Regions from separate parts of the Sus scrofa genome. Here all the other regions are linked to region 2. Evidence: chromatin contacts called from public Hi-C and HiChIP or PLAC-seq data. All regions are on one chromosome and are shown on one strand. The core of a region is the stretch at or near the end of the contact, and the rest is flanking DNA. Distances in the headings are between cores, read along the strand shown.

Region 1 (2,786 bases), core at 90-2,589, 150 kb after region 2:
AAAAATAACACCAAGAGAGTTCAGCCGACATCGTTGGCAAGACTATGATACAGGCAGAGGAGAAAGGGAAAAGAAAAAGAAAGGAAGAAAAAATAGTAGAAGGAAGAGGGTGGAAAAAGCAAATAGTCGTAATCCCTACCCAAATCAGGTGTTTACAGTGTGTCAGATATATACAGCCTGAAATCAGACTTGCAGGGTAGGTAATGCTATCTTCGTTTTTAAAATGAGGAAAGGAGGGTTAAATGATCCACTTGAGGAGTTCCCTGGTGGCCTAGAGGGTTAAGGATCTGGTGGCTTGGATCTCTGCTGTGGCGAGGGTTGGATTACCTGGCCTGGGCACATCTGCATGCTGTGAGAGCAGTACCCCCCCCCAAATGACCCACTTGAGACTATACATCAAATAAGAATCAGAGACCAGATTGCATCCCAGGTGAATTAGGCCCACCCTCTGGCAACTAAAGCATATTACCTCCATAACAAAGAGTAAAGGAAAAAGAATACAAAGTGGAGACAGGTAGGACCTTACCAACAACTGCTTCAAGTGCTGCTCATAAGTAATAGCACCATTAATTTCCAAGAATTATCTAGAAATATGCCATTTTTTCAGCAAGTTTGAGATTTTCTTACCTATTTATATGCAAACTCCTTTACACACACAAGCATACACACTCAAACATGCACATCCTCAGCCAAAAAGCTTGTATGACAATTCTCATCTTTACACTTGTGTCTGGGTTACAACTGACCCTTTCCTAGCTTTGATTTATGCTAACCTTTTAAAATTTTCTCGACTTCTTCCTCTTTTGCCTTAATTCATGCTCCCCCTCTTCCTTACATCAGTTTTCTATCAGCCCCTCCTTTTTCTTTTATTTCTGGTCTCTCTCATTACCTACAAATCTCTCTTACTTTGAGTGTTGCATCTAGCAGGTTCTCAGTAGATATCTATTTTGAGCTCCATACTTTTCTCAAGCTTGCCCCCCCCACCCTTTGTCTTCGCCTTTCTCATCATTCTTCCTTCCCCACAGACAGTTCCCACCTTGTTCCCTCTCAGTCGCCCACGCCCCTTCCATTAAACCACCCTACTTCCTCATGAACTCCAGCGGTCATCTCACCCATCTCTCACCCCTTTTCCCGCCTTTTCCCCCCAAGGTTCCAAAGCGCGAGGACCTCATTGTCCTCCTCCCCCGTCCTCCAACCAGCCCACAAGACAGCCTTGTTACCATGACGACAGAGCTAATCAAAGCTGAAGTCGAGGACCTGGTTGCCATGGCTTCCGCTTCTCCGCCCCCCAGCCCCGCCTGCGCGCCCTGCAGCGTTGGCGCCTGCGCAGTACGCATCGCATGGGTTCTCCGTGCCGGGGCGGACGGGGCGGGGCTTCAAGCGTGAGGGAGGGAAGGAGGCGAAGGGATCTGAAAGGGAGTGGAGCTGGCGCCTACGGTGGCTGAAGAGGGACGCGCAGGGCCGGAGGCTGCAGGATGGTAGGCTGTGCAAAGAGGGAGGGGAGGGGGAACCGAGGGGCGTGGGCTGCACCTGCGGGGGTCCTGGGGGGCCGCCCTCTGTGTGAGCCGTTTCCTTCCCTCCGGTCCTCAGAGGCCTTTACTTATCCGGACGGGTGGGCCAGCCGGCCTCGAAAGGAAGAGCAGCTGGAAATGGCTTAAGGGCAAAGGGGCGGGGAGGGGGCACATTTGTGGGGTGAGAGGGTGACTAGGGGGCGGCGGGACTGGCCCGGGCGAGCGGGAACGCGCGGGTCGCGAACCCAGTGGTCCCGAGCCCTGCCACAGGGAAGTCGCCTGAGGAAGAGCGGCACCGGGGCCTGTCGGAGGAGGAAGGCAGAGGGGGGTCTCGGGTCACCCAGACTGACTGTACCCGTGCAGCCCACAGAGAAGCGGCGGCCGCCGGCGGGGAGGGCCGTGTGTGTGGGAGGGGATAGTTTCCGGGTGTGACGAGGGGACGTCCTGCCGCGGTTTGCCGCCCTGCTCACCTAGAGGCTGGAGTGAGGTGGGAAAGCCAAGTGGTCTCGAGGTTTTGCTCTCGGGGACCCAGCTTTTGGCTCCTCGGCTCGCGTGCTCTGGCCTCTCCGCCCCCACCTCATCCTCTTTCCGGAACCCAGGCCTTCCGTCTTCCTGCTGCCCGGCCCACCCCCCATCTTAGCGGAGCACGGCTCCCTTCAGCCCCTCCGTGGCCCTCCCACCACGCTAGCAGTGCTACCCCTTCCCTGCCAGCAAAAAAAAAAAATCGGTTCTCTTGAATTCTGATCTTTAGCCTGCTAGTGTTGTTCCACATCCCCAGGATTCCGGCCCTGGGAATGTACACGGAGACAAGAGCTAGTGGGTGAGGGAGATGACTCCAGGTGTGACCCAGACCCCTGGAACTGGGAAGCTGCCGGCGGGGTTTGCGGGGTTTACGGGGTCGAGGGTTCTGCACTCTTCCCCACTCCACCCTCTTGCACTTGTTCCACAACATTCCCTAGGGGAGCCACTCTGAATGGCTGTGTCCAAACTGAGGAACTGGAAGGGAAATTGGTCACCTGGTATCTGGGGAGGTGTGGGCGTTGTAGCAGGTGGCACCCTGAAAGGAAGAAAAGAGGAATCTCAGAGGCCAAATGCCTGGGTGGCTGAGGAGAGAGGAGGGTGGAATCATGTGCTGACATGAAGGAGACCCTGGGGCATAGGCCTGGCACTGGCGGGCAGTGTGTTGGGGACATCAGCTAGGGTATCTGGCTGGGATGGGGTGTTGAACTGAGGTAGCTTCTCGAGGGATGAGATACCTGATTTCAGCTACAGGCT
Region 2 (2,700 bases), core at 98-2,597:
CTGCCTAAATATTCTTGCTCCCTTTTGGGGTCAGCTCTCATCATCCTATCTTACCTCTTTCTTATCTCAAAGGATGGTCCGTGGAGACCCACGGGCCATTGTGGAATACCGTGACCTGGATGCTCCAGACGACGTGGATTTCTTTTGAGCCATCTTTTCCTCACTCCTGGTATCATCTACAAATATGACTGCTTTGTCCCATCCAACTCTGAGAAGTTTTTGTACGTTCAGCCTTACTGCCGATAAAAGCACTTCCACGGTCACACTCTTTACTTAGTGTATAATATACACCTCCCCACATTCTCCCAAAGATTGACTGGGGCCATGGGTAGCTGGGCCTTGCCACTTTATTGACACCAAAGGTCCCAGGTTTTGCTGGGACTTCCTGGGGGCCTGATGTCAGGCAGCCTCTGCCTTTGAGTTGGGGGTAGGTGAGTGTATATGGAACTAGAGATGTTTTGGTTCTGGGATCTTAGCCTCAGTCCAAGGCATTTCGCTGCTTTTCCGAGTTACAGCTGGTCAAGCACAGGTTGTAGAAGGAGTTGGGGTCAAAGGCTGTGCTTACCTCTTGCCAGCCCACCCACCCAGCAGCCTGTAATTCACTGGGGTTTTTCGGAGCACCCCAGCAGTGAGGGTCCAATACCAGGACATAGGCTTCTGTGCCTGGCCCCAGGCACACTCCCAACAAGGCCTTGGCCTGGGCATCTGCATCCCCGCCAACCATTACAGGCCCCCCGCCTCCTGCAAAGTGAGAGTAGAGCCTCTCCAGCTCCCCCTGAAGCCCTGCTCCACGGGGCACGTGGCATAGGCGCCCCTGAGGCCCCCCGAAATGATCCAGGCAGAGGCTGGCCTCTACACACCCGATCCAGCTCCGAGAGCCCCGGAAGCCGGGTGGCTTGTCTCCCATGTCCTCCAGGGCCGCCTGCACGGCAGCCAGCCCGGGTACCCCCGTCGGCCGGCCCTCTGGCCACGAGCACAAAGTCTGCAGAGTGCGGTAACCGCAGCCCCAGCCCCGGTCATCCAGGCCGTCGCAGCCGTAGTGGTAATAGAGGTAATGGCCCGAGAGGAGAGCCAGGCGAGCGGGGCCGCGGGCGGGCGGGTCCAGGCCCAAGTGGACATCCTTCAGCGGCTCCAGGGCGGTGGGTGGGCGCGGTGGTCGCTGGGCCGGGCAGGTGCGGTCTCCGTGCGGCGCGAAGCGAACTCCGGGCTCCAGCGCGTCCTCTCGGCCCCGAGGCTCGAGCCAGCTGCGGGCAGACTCGGCGTGCGGGCCCCACGTAGCAGCGGAGAGAGAGGCCGCCCCTTAACGTCGAGGCCGAGCCGCGGGGCTCCCACAATGCACCGCCGCGTCGCCGGCGTCACCGCGCAGGCGCGAGCTCCGCCTCGCGGGGCGGGCGCCGGCCCCCCCTCCCACGCCAGCGATCAATCCGTCCCACCGGCTTTCGCACCCACGCTTCCATTCACCCGGTGGTTGAGGCTTTCTTCCCAGATCCCAGCCCCAGTCGCGCACACTTCTGTGGCTGATAACAGTTTATTGGCAGCCCAGAGGGGCGAAGGCACCGTGGGGGAGGGGGCTCGGCCCGAGACATGCAGAGGGCGGGGAGCCCCAGGGGAAAGGTGGGTGGGCAGGGTCTAGGAATCCTCTCTGTTATATCCCAGCCCTTAAATAAATAGTATATACAGCTGGGGGGGCTGGGCGAGGCGGGCAGGGCAGAGGGACGTGGGGTCCCGCCTGGATCACAGGTCTGAGCAGCGATCCTGCTTGCTGTAATGGTCAAACTGGTTCTTCCAGTGCACCATGTAGGAGCTCCAGCGGTGGAACTCGGCCTTCCACTGGCGCTCCGCCTCGTCCAGCGTGTCTGCGGCCAGGGCGCCCGGCAAGTGGGTGCGGGGAGGACAATGGAAAGGAAGGGAATGGACGTGCGGGGGTGGGTGGGGGGCAGTTCGGGGAGGACACACGGAGAATGTAGGAGGCCATGTGGGATGGTGGAAAGAGGATCAGGAGAATATGCGAAAGAGGGAAGACGGAAGACCAGAAAGAGGACAAGGATAGAGGCGGGGCCGGAGAAGGATGGCGGGAAGGAGGAGGGAGGGGGAGAAAATGACCGGAAGACGGGCACAGAAGGGGTCAGAGGAGGAGGATCCGTGGGTTGGTGGGGAAAAGAGAAGAGACAGAAATGGTTGGCGGTTATAGCCCCACTGTGTGGTGCTATCTAGCCCCAGGGCCTCACTCTCTCCCCAACACCAAGCTCAGGCTCCAAAGAATAATTTTATATAAAAAAGAAAATTGGCTTTTTCATTTCCACTTAGACAACGAAGGCGTGTGGGTCCCTGAGATGGGTCACCGGTCCTCTCCAGCCCCCCAGCCCTGTCCAGTTTGAGTTTCTCGGTTTGAGGAGGGAGGGGGCGCTGGGTCGGAGATCCCTGAGTGGGGCCCTTCCCCACGGTCCGACCACTCTTTAGAGGAGGGGCCCCCTGAGGCCGGAGGGGGAAGAGGCCATGGTCACAGCCGCAGGAACCGGGAGAGGAAGAGGAGGAGGAGGGATAGGGGGAGGCCGGGCCTGGGCCTCGGGGCAGCCTCCCCGTGGGCGGGGCCTGAGCAGGTGCAGGGGGCCTCCGAGGCTGGGGGGAGAAGAGAGGGGTTATACCCTGCCGGCTCCCGCACCCCTCTCTCTCTCCGCGCCCCTTTCCCGTTCCTCCGCC
Region 3 (2,700 bases), core at 7-2,506, 130 kb after region 2:
CTACTGGCTGTCTCCATGGAGACTCTCCATGAATCCCACCACCTACACAAAGTATATGATGATGTGGCCCCCCCAGGTCAAGGGCACCCCCGCCCCCACCCCAGGACCTCCTCTGTCCAGAACATTAGGCCACACAGCCAAGAGTACCTGATCCCACCAGATCCCTAAATGCACCTACACACTCCCCTCTGGCCAAAGTCCACCATGTCTACAAGTCTTTGGCCTCTTCTCCGCCCCGAACCCCAGAGCCCAAAAGCACACCCCGCAGACCCACTGGGAATTGATGCCCTTACTTGGATCCCACTGCCTCCCGCCGCTCCAGCCCTCCGAACAGCTGTGTCTGGAGGAAAAGCCGAAGGCATAATTGTCTCCAGTCACAGCAGGCAGCTTAGAGAAGCTTAGAGAAATCAAACCTACACGTTGGGCTCCTACTTCCCTGCCCAGGCTTGACTCCTTTACTTTGGTGACCCAGCACCCCACCCAGCACACCTCAAACCCCAGCCAGACAGGGCCGTTGACACAAAGGAGCGCCCTGGGGGCGCCACCAAAGTCTGGACACGTGGGGGAGTCAGCTGCGAATCACCCACCGGTGGCAGGCACTTGGCAGGAAAGATGGGAGGGAACCCTCTGCCAGGCTCATGTCCTAGACAGTCAAAGCCCAGACAATCACATGGCACGCTCTGTGCCCTCCGGCTGCTGGGATGCGGCCAAGAGGAGGGTGGGACATGCTTCCCAATTCAGCCAGTGCACGGGGCTGGCAGATAAAATTTGCAGGCTCTTTTAGCTTCTTTGATAACTTTGCAGGGACTTGTTTCTCCAAAGGAAAAGGAGGAAGTGTAAACTGTTTCCCAGGGCCCAGCCTGGGAAGGTGCACACTGGGTGTTTTTGGTCCTCTGGCTCCGCCAGGGGTCAAGGCTAGCATAACATCCAGCAGCGAAGGGTGGCAAAGTCAAGGGTGGCCCTTAGGCCACAGCAACCAGGGTTTGCTCAATTGTTCTGGAGCCCTCTCCCTCACGTACACACGCAGGGCTGCACGCACACACACGCGCGCAGACACACACACACACACACACACACACACACACACACACGCCTCAGTGAGTCCCAACAAGCCCCCCCCCCTCCCCTGGGCTGATGTTCAGACAACTTCCAGAGCCAGAAAGTAGGTGGGGCCAAACCATGAGTTAATCTATTTCCGGCCCACATCGGGTATAAAGGGAGGCAGCAGCCTGCAGGGGAACACAACTGCTTCTGGCTGCAGAGTCAAGAACGCTGTCAAGGGAGCCACACCCCCTGGCCCGCAGAGGAATCGCCGTCAGCAAGAGGCAGCAAGAGGATTGAGTCGCCAGCCAGTTACAAGGCACCTTGAGACTTTCAGGTAAGAGAAAAGCACACTCCTTCATCTCAGACCTTGGGCTACAGCGGAGAACACCCCTCTGCAGAATCTGGCCCGCGACCTGCAATGTTCCTCTTTCTGGTTCCCCCTGCAGCCCTGTGTTGACCCTGTCGTAGCGTGATCACAGGGGAGGTGGTGAAGGTGGCCCCACCAACGATCCCACCACCCAGAAACAAGGGCCTCCACTCTCTGACCCTCTCCACCAAGACCCACCCCTTTCCCTCCTCAGGAAAGGGGTTTTTCATGCCTGCCAACTTGAATGAAACAACATGAAAGCCTTAGAAGGGAATTAAAACGCAGCATGCGAATGCAAGATGTTATTAGAATTCAGCCTTTCAGCCTCCTGGAAAGGAGATTTTCTGGAGGGTGGTGCCAGTGGGTTCCAAGAGTCCCACACGTGAAAAAGGCATGTAAGTCTCCCTGGGGGAGTTCTCCTGTGGCACAGCAGGTTAAGGATCTGGCGTTGTCACTGCAGTGGCTTGGGTGACTGCTATGGCATGGGTTTGATCCCTGGCCCAGGAACTTCCACATGCCACCTGTGCAACCAAAACAAAACAAAACAAAACAAAACAAAACAAAAAAACAGTCTCCCTGGAGCTGAGGCAGAGGAGAAAAGGCTTAGGATCTGATCCCATCAAGGTTTGTTAATGAACCTGGACCTTGTATTCACTTATCACCTGCCAGCAGCACATTCAGGGAGCCTGGCCCGTGGCTGGGGTGCCATCAGTCCTCCCCACTCACCATTCTTCCAGAACCGTTCCCTCATCTGATCCTTTTCCTCTTGCTCTAGGATGCGGATGTCGCTGGTCTTTGCCTGCCTAGCGATGGGCCTGGCCCTTATCTTTGCCGAAGGCTCTGCCTCCTCCCATCACCAGTCTCTGGCAGCCCGCCTGGCCACAGACTTTGGAGTGAAGGTGTTTCGGCAGGTGGTACAGGCCTCCAAGGACCGCAACGTGGTTTTCTCACCCTATGGGGTGGCCTCCGTCCTGGCCATGCTGCAGCTGACCACGGCGGGAGACACCCAGCAGCAGATCCAAGAGGCCATGCAGTTCAAGATTGAGGGTGAGCGATGGGGCAGAGTGGGGGGCGGGCACTCCAGCAGTCTTCCCAGGACAGGGGCGTAACCCACCAGAAGGGCTGACCCAGCTTAGTCACTGGGACCACCGCATCTTCTTCCCTCCACATCCCGCGTCACTTGGCTTTGGGCCGGGTCACCAGTGGATCTGGTGTAAAAGAGCCTGGCCTCCCCACCCCGGAACTGTGTGAACTTAACCCCTCTGAACCTGAGTTTCCTCATCTGCAAA
Region 4 (2,700 bases), core at 134-2,633, 250 kb after region 2:
TGTTTTGTGTTCCTGTGATTGTGAGGCTGAGCATCTTCTCATACTTACTGGTCAAGTCTATTTCTTGTGCACAGACTTTGCTAGATTATCTATTGAGCTGCTTCTCTTTTATTTACTCATTCTCAAACTTTCCTGTATGTTTGTTTTACCTATGAATCCTCGTTCTGTCATGCCTTTTTCTAATACTTTCCCCTGGCTTTAACTTTAATATTTCTTTTAAGGCTTCTTCATTTTTGTGTTGTTTTTAAGAAGACCTTCCCTGTCTCCAGATTCAAAACACATCTTTCGGAGTTCCCGTCGTGGTGCAGTGGTTAACGAATCTGACTAGGAACCATGAGGTTGCGGGTTCGGTCCCTGCCCTTGCTCAGTGGGTTAACAATCCGGCGTTGCCGTGAGCTGTAGTGTAGGTTGCAGACTCGGCTCGGATCCGCGTTTCTGTGGCTCTGGCGTAGGCCACTGGCTACAGCTCCGATTCAACCCCTAGCCTGGGAACCTCCATGTGCTTCGGGAGCAGCCCAAAGAAACAGCAAAAAGACAAAACAAACAAACAAACAAAAAAAACACATCTTTCCACATGTTCATCTACTATGGTGGTTCCTGGACAACCAGCATCAGCAAAAAATGCAAATTCTCAGGTCCCTCCCAGACCCACTGAATCATTAACTCTGGGATAGGATGGGCAAAGTGTGCTATTAACAAGACCACAAGGCAATTCTGATGCGTGCTGAAGTTGAAGAGTTATTCGTTTACTACTAACAAAATTGTTTTACACATTTATTCTTGTGTACGGTGTGAAGTACAAAGCTAGATTTAATCCCACTCCTCCCTCTCCCCGACTGCCACACACATTAAAAGCTAACTGTTCCACGACCACGTAATCGATAAGTTTTTCCTCCGTTTTTTTCTCACCCGGCAGACATATTTCATTAGGGATAGTCATGGGCGCAAAGGAGAGTCGTGAGATCTAGGTTCTGATTCCATAATGCCACTCACTACCTTGGGCCTTCAGGCCTTAGTACAACCGAGTCAAGGTCTGGGAGCCCCGAGTTCAAGGTGAAGCCAGCAGCTCACACCAGGGTGGGCGCGGTAGGACTGGGCTCCCGGCTCCTGTGGGGCTTTGGGCGCAAAACACGGCCGCTGGGGGCGACCCCGCGCTGGTCTGCCCGGCTTGCCGCCCCGCAGGCTCCGGCCTCACCTCGCAGGGCCCCACGAAGAGGATCTTGGCCTTCAGCATCGCCGTCCACCGTCTGCAGGCCCCCTGGAGCCCACCTGGGCGCTGCCCGAGTCAGAGTGGTCCTCAGGGCGGAGCTGAAGTCGCCGCGCTGGTTGGCTGCTTTCGTCCCCATGGAGACGGGAGCGGCCGCGGGGGCCGACGGGAGTGGGCGGGTTCCTACGGGGGCGGAGCTAGGCGCACCAAGGGCTCTGGTATCCTCTGCTGGCTCCCTGATGCACAACGTGAGCTTCGGATTGGAGGTGGGCGGCAAGGCAAAGGAAGAGGGTGGGAAGGAAACAAAAAATCCGGATCCATTTTTGATTCTGAGCAGTGGAGCCCGCAGAGCTCACCAATCTGGCATCACACTTTGCAGGGAGGAGGCGGAATGTGGATCCCCAATCTCCTTTACTCCGCCCTCTAACCCCAAAAGAGGTCAAACAGGCCAAACAGCAGGTGAGGTGGTGTTGGAACCAGCCTCTGACGCTTTTATCACTCTGGCATGATACTGCCCACCTTGGGAACGGAGTTATCCTATCCTTGGCCCAGTCTAGAAAAGGTCAGGGGAAAACGAGTCTCTAAATAGAGATTCACCCCTCACTGGCTTTTGGATAATCTGGGAGAAACGAAAAGGATTGTAATGCTTCGGCCTTGTTCGCTGTCAGTGCAGGTGTCTGAACGCATTGCTGTTAAATTCAGTCATTAGGGCAGCTTTAAATTACAGGGCCGGTACAGAATTTTGGGTGAGGCCTTGAAATTGTATCTGTGTGCCAAGCGTGCCAATACAAAATATGCTAGACCCCCCAGAATGCTAGCATAACGAAAATAAGTAAATAAATCCAATACCAAATCTTTGTTTGAATTGCAAAGAACTTTTTTGCAGTACAAACTGAACTGTAAGGAAGAGTCTGCCCCAACTTAAAGGTGTCGTTAATTGATAAATATCTTTTGAATGCCTGCTGTATACCAGGCACTCTTCTAGGTACTGAGGATGTGCCTGTACCTCTTGAGGCTTTCACTCCAGTGGAGTAGATGGATATTAAGTAAACAAGTTAACAACTTAGTCTCTGGTAGAGACAATTTTAGACGTTGGTAAGTGCTATGAATAAAAATAAATCACTGAAGAGGTGAGGAGTGTGAAGGAGCCAATTTTGGATGGTGTAGTGAAGGCAAGACCTTGCTGCAGAGGTGACATTAAAGGAGAAAGCTAAGGCGTTCCCAGCATGGCTTAGCGGAAATGAATCTGACTAGCATCCATAAGGACAAAGTTTCGATCCCTGTCCTCAGTCAGTGGGTTAAGGACCTGGCGTTGCTGAGCTGTGCTCACTCGCACATACCCAAAGCTAAGTGAAGAGAGGGCTCAAATTAACCATGTTAAGATCTAGGGGAAGAGCATTCCAGCAGAACAGCAGGGCAAAGATACTGAGGCGGAAATAAACTTGGCATATTCTGAAAACGGCACATAGGGCTGGTGACATGGGTGCAGGAAG
Region 5 (2,700 bases), core at 34-2,533, 210 kb after region 2:
GGCATATTCAAACTGCGTGCTCTTGGACACCGAGCCTGCTGCCTTCTCAGACTGAAATTTCCTTTCAAATTTCTGCCACAGGAGAGGAGAGGAGTCATTTAGAAATGAAGGGGGTAAGCCACTCTCTATCAGGACCTTCGTGTCCCTTTCCTCATTACCCTCCATCTTTCCCTCTGCCACATTTTCCTTGTCGGTTGTGGGGTCTAGTATCCCTGGTTCTGCCATCTCCATCCCTCGGCCCAGGCATTCTGCTTCTTAGCAGTGGGCTGTCTGTCTCCTTGGATGGTCCCCCCTCTGCTCCCCTCCCCCTAGTGGCACCGAGTGGAGATGCCACCTGGTGGCAGTTCCAGGCACCGCTCCCGGAGCAGCTGACCCCGTGAGGCTGAACAGTAAACAAGCTGTCAGAACTGCTCAACAACAGCCCACGCACTCTCTAGTCGGAGACTGCTTCTCCCATCCCCACCCTGCCGGGTTTGGACCCCTTCTTATCTGCAAAACAGGAACAAAAATAGTGCCTACCTCCTACTAGAGCTACAAAGATTGAGATATCCCCTGCCAGGCACCGTGCCGGGTTCAGTGAGCAATTTATGAAACTTTATGGTGGTCGCCCTGTTACCATGCCACGAGAGCACTCAAAAAACAGGTGCTCCCTGACCTCCTAGATCCTGCACGGACCCAGCCCCCATCAGGCTCCAGGCCCTGAATCTGAGGCGTGGTAGCACAGGAAACTACATCTCACATTAGCCTCTGGGGCAAACTGGAACCTCTAGGCAGCAGCCGGACGCTGCAGGGGCTGCCGGGAACCGTAGTTCGGCTTCCCAGGGCAAAGCTGATGCTGGGAGGAGGGTTTGGCCCCTACCCCACTCTCCTGAGGGCCCGCCCTTCCGAATCTTCCTGTTCCCTCCCTCGGGGCCGGGCCTCACCAGCAGATCCTCCACAGACACCAACTCGTTCAGCACGGCCTCCATGGCCGTCGGCCTCGCAATCCTCACTACTCAGACGCTACTGTGCCACAGTCTCCATGGCCCACTGACAGGGGCGGAGAGCCATTTCCGGCGTCCGGCGGAAGTCAGACCCCCCCCCCCTGAGCAGAACCAATCGCTTTACGTGGCCGACTCCGAGCCCGCCTTTCAGCCGGCTGGTGGGTGGGGTTACTGATGCGCATGCTCCAACAGGTCTCGCGGGAGCCGGCTGCGTCCTCAAGACTGTCTTCGAGGGTACTCTGCGTGCGCCTCAGAATACTGAGGTTGCCTCAATAAAGTCTGAGACTACGTCTTGGTAATTGACCCCTGGACTGATAACAGCGTAAAGAGAAGGTGGGGAACTAGGCATGGATCACATAATTTTAGGGACCAGTCTAATCTACCCTCCGCCCCTCAGCTCTCTCCTCTGAGGTACCTAGGACGCTAGCGAATACGTGACCTTTCAGTACCTGTAAGAAAATTATAACTAGTACCAGAGTTTCCAGGGCCCCTGCTGCCTCTTACAATGCAAGAGGAAAGAAAATGGATCTGTTAAGCGTACACCCAGAAACTGTGGTGGGGGTTGGGGGGGGATACTATGAATGAGAATTTAAAGAAAAGCTGTTGTCGTTGCTTGCACAGAGGGTCCAATCTTTTAAATATTATTTGATAGAGCATCCTCTGGGTGTACCCAAGGAGGAAAGGCCGGCCAAGTGGGGTTATGGGCAATAAGGACCTTGACAGTGAGAAGCAACAAAGCATGAAAAGGGGAAATGCTGCTGGCTGCTCTGGCATCTGTGTTCTGTGCAGTGAGGGGACTGGGTAGGTAGTGATTTTCAAATTCTTTTTACCTTGACCCTCAGTGCTCTAGTAGACATGTGAATATAAGTTCCATGGACAGAGACTATCTTGTTTGTCTCTGCCGTCTCCGGCTCCTAGCACAAGGTAACAAGTAAATCTTTGTTGAATAAACAGGAAATAAAGCCAACAACAGTAATGAAGGCAGTGCACATGCAGGGGATTATCATCCAAACACCTTTCCTGTTCGCAAAGCCCCTTGAATTTATTTCCCCCTCATAATAGCCTTGTGAGTTATGTAGGCAAATTATTCTTCTCTGTTTGGCTTGGACAGTTGAAATGACTTTGACATGAGCTCAGTAAACTTTGAGAGAAACCTTAGTTTAGGGAACTGGCTCCAGAACAGTCAAGGAGAAAAATTTGCATTCATTGAAAGACGTATTGAACACCTAATTTTGGCTGGGCCTTGGGGTAGGCAGAGAGAATAAAAAGACATACCTAATATGAGGTAGATGGGTGACAACAGGAAACGGCAAGTACTGGCAAGGCAGGGAATATAAGAAAGCAGAAGGGCATTATGTCTTTTTGCCTTTTCTAGGGCCGTACCTGAGGCATATGGAGGTTCCCAGGCTAGGGGTCCAATCGGAGCTGTAGCCGCTGGCCTACGCCAGAGCCACAGCAACATGGGATCCGAGCCGCATCTGCGACCTACACCACAGCTCATGGCAATGCTGGATCCTTAACCCACTGAGCGAGGCCAGGGATCGAACCCCTAACCTCATGGTTCTCAGTCGGATTCATTAACCACTGAGCCACGACAGTAACTCCCAAAAGGGCATTATTTCTATCAGGACGTTACTCCCCTTGGGTGACCTGCTGCACCTTATCCATTTTTGTATCTGTTGTAGCTCTTTGCACAGGCCTGAAACATGGTAAGAGC

What was found. Hi-C and Micro-C count contacts between places; a contact is called where the count stands out from the background. HiChIP or PLAC-seq counts read pairs in DNA pulled down with a chosen protein or histone mark.
Region 1: a contact with region 2 is called in a Hi-C map of liver, with 3 times the contacts expected there. The contact joins the promoter of AP1S1 here to the promoter of UFSP1 in region 2. A contact is called at or near these places in 3 of 5 promoter capture datasets (fetal liver, liver and skeletal muscle), 12 of 47 Hi-C or Micro-C datasets (embryonic fibroblasts, fetal liver, heart right ventricle and 7 more) and 2 of 2 datasets of contacts at active chromatin or transcription factors (alveolar macrophages and skeletal muscle).
Region 3: a contact with region 2 is called in an H3K27ac HiChIP or PLAC-seq map of alveolar macrophages. The contact joins the promoter of SERPINE1 here to the promoter of UFSP1 in region 2. A contact is called at or near these places in 1 of 5 promoter capture datasets (fetal skeletal muscle), 2 of 47 Hi-C or Micro-C datasets (embryonic fibroblasts and fetal liver) and 2 of 2 datasets of contacts at active chromatin or transcription factors (alveolar macrophages and skeletal muscle).
Region 4: an H3K27ac HiChIP or PLAC-seq map of alveolar macrophages shows a contact between it and region 2. The contact joins the promoter of IFT22 here to the promoter of UFSP1 in region 2. A contact is called at or near these places in 1 of 5 promoter capture datasets (liver), 2 of 47 Hi-C or Micro-C datasets (embryonic fibroblasts and subcutaneous adipose tissue) and 1 of 2 datasets of contacts at active chromatin or transcription factors (alveolar macrophages).
Region 5: an H3K27ac HiChIP or PLAC-seq map of alveolar macrophages shows a contact between it and region 2. The contact joins the promoter of FIS1 here to the promoter of UFSP1 in region 2. A contact is called at or near these places in 1 of 5 promoter capture datasets (fetal liver), 1 of 47 Hi-C or Micro-C datasets (embryonic fibroblasts) and 1 of 2 datasets of contacts at active chromatin or transcription factors (alveolar macrophages).

What each region holds. Positions count from the first base shown.
Region 1 is chr3:8,879,654-8,882,439 of Sscrofa11.1, forward strand. AP1S1 (AP-1 complex subunit sigma-1A) reads left to right here and starts at 1,340. Exons shown (of 5, transcript XM_021086258.1): 1 at 1,340-1,478. The coding sequence starts at 1,476. It overlaps LOC110259888 (a long non-coding RNA gene), which reads right to left and starts at 2,111. Exons shown (of 4, transcript XR_002342304.1): 1 at 1,982-2,111.
Region 2 is chr3:8,730,942-8,733,641 of Sscrofa11.1, forward strand. It overlaps UFSP1 (inactive Ufm1-specific protease 1), which reads right to left and starts at 1,348. Exons shown (of 1, transcript XM_003354480.4): 1 at 330-1,348. The coding sequence starts at 907. The coding sequence ends at 479. It overlaps SRRT (serrate RNA effector molecule homolog), which reads left to right. Exons shown (of 21, transcript XM_003354479.3): 21 at 73-263. The coding sequence ends at 148. It overlaps ACHE (acetylcholinesterase), which reads right to left. Exons shown (of 5, transcript XM_003354481.4): 5 at 1,510-1,856. The coding sequence ends at 1,735.
Region 3 is chr3:8,862,482-8,865,181 of Sscrofa11.1, forward strand. It overlaps SERPINE1 (serpin family E member 1), which reads left to right and starts at 1,257. Exons shown (of 10, transcript NM_213910.1): 1 at 1,257-1,378; 2 at 2,187-2,458. The coding sequence starts at 2,188. All of the region lies in intron 2 of LOC110259888 (a long non-coding RNA gene), which reads right to left.
Region 4 is chr3:8,980,252-8,982,951 of Sscrofa11.1, forward strand. It overlaps IFT22 (intraflagellar transport protein 22 homolog), which reads right to left and starts at 1,384. Exons shown (of 5, transcript XM_003124380.4): 1 at 1,196-1,384. The coding sequence starts at 1,234.
Region 5 is chr3:8,940,819-8,943,518 of Sscrofa11.1, forward strand. It overlaps FIS1 (mitochondrial fission 1 protein), which reads right to left and starts at 1,284. Exons shown (of 5, transcript XM_021086263.1): 1 at 924-1,284; 2 at 1-72. The coding sequence starts at 968. LOC102164200 (a long non-coding RNA gene) reads left to right here and starts at 1,166. Exons shown (of 3, transcript XR_300534.3): 1 at 1,166-1,316.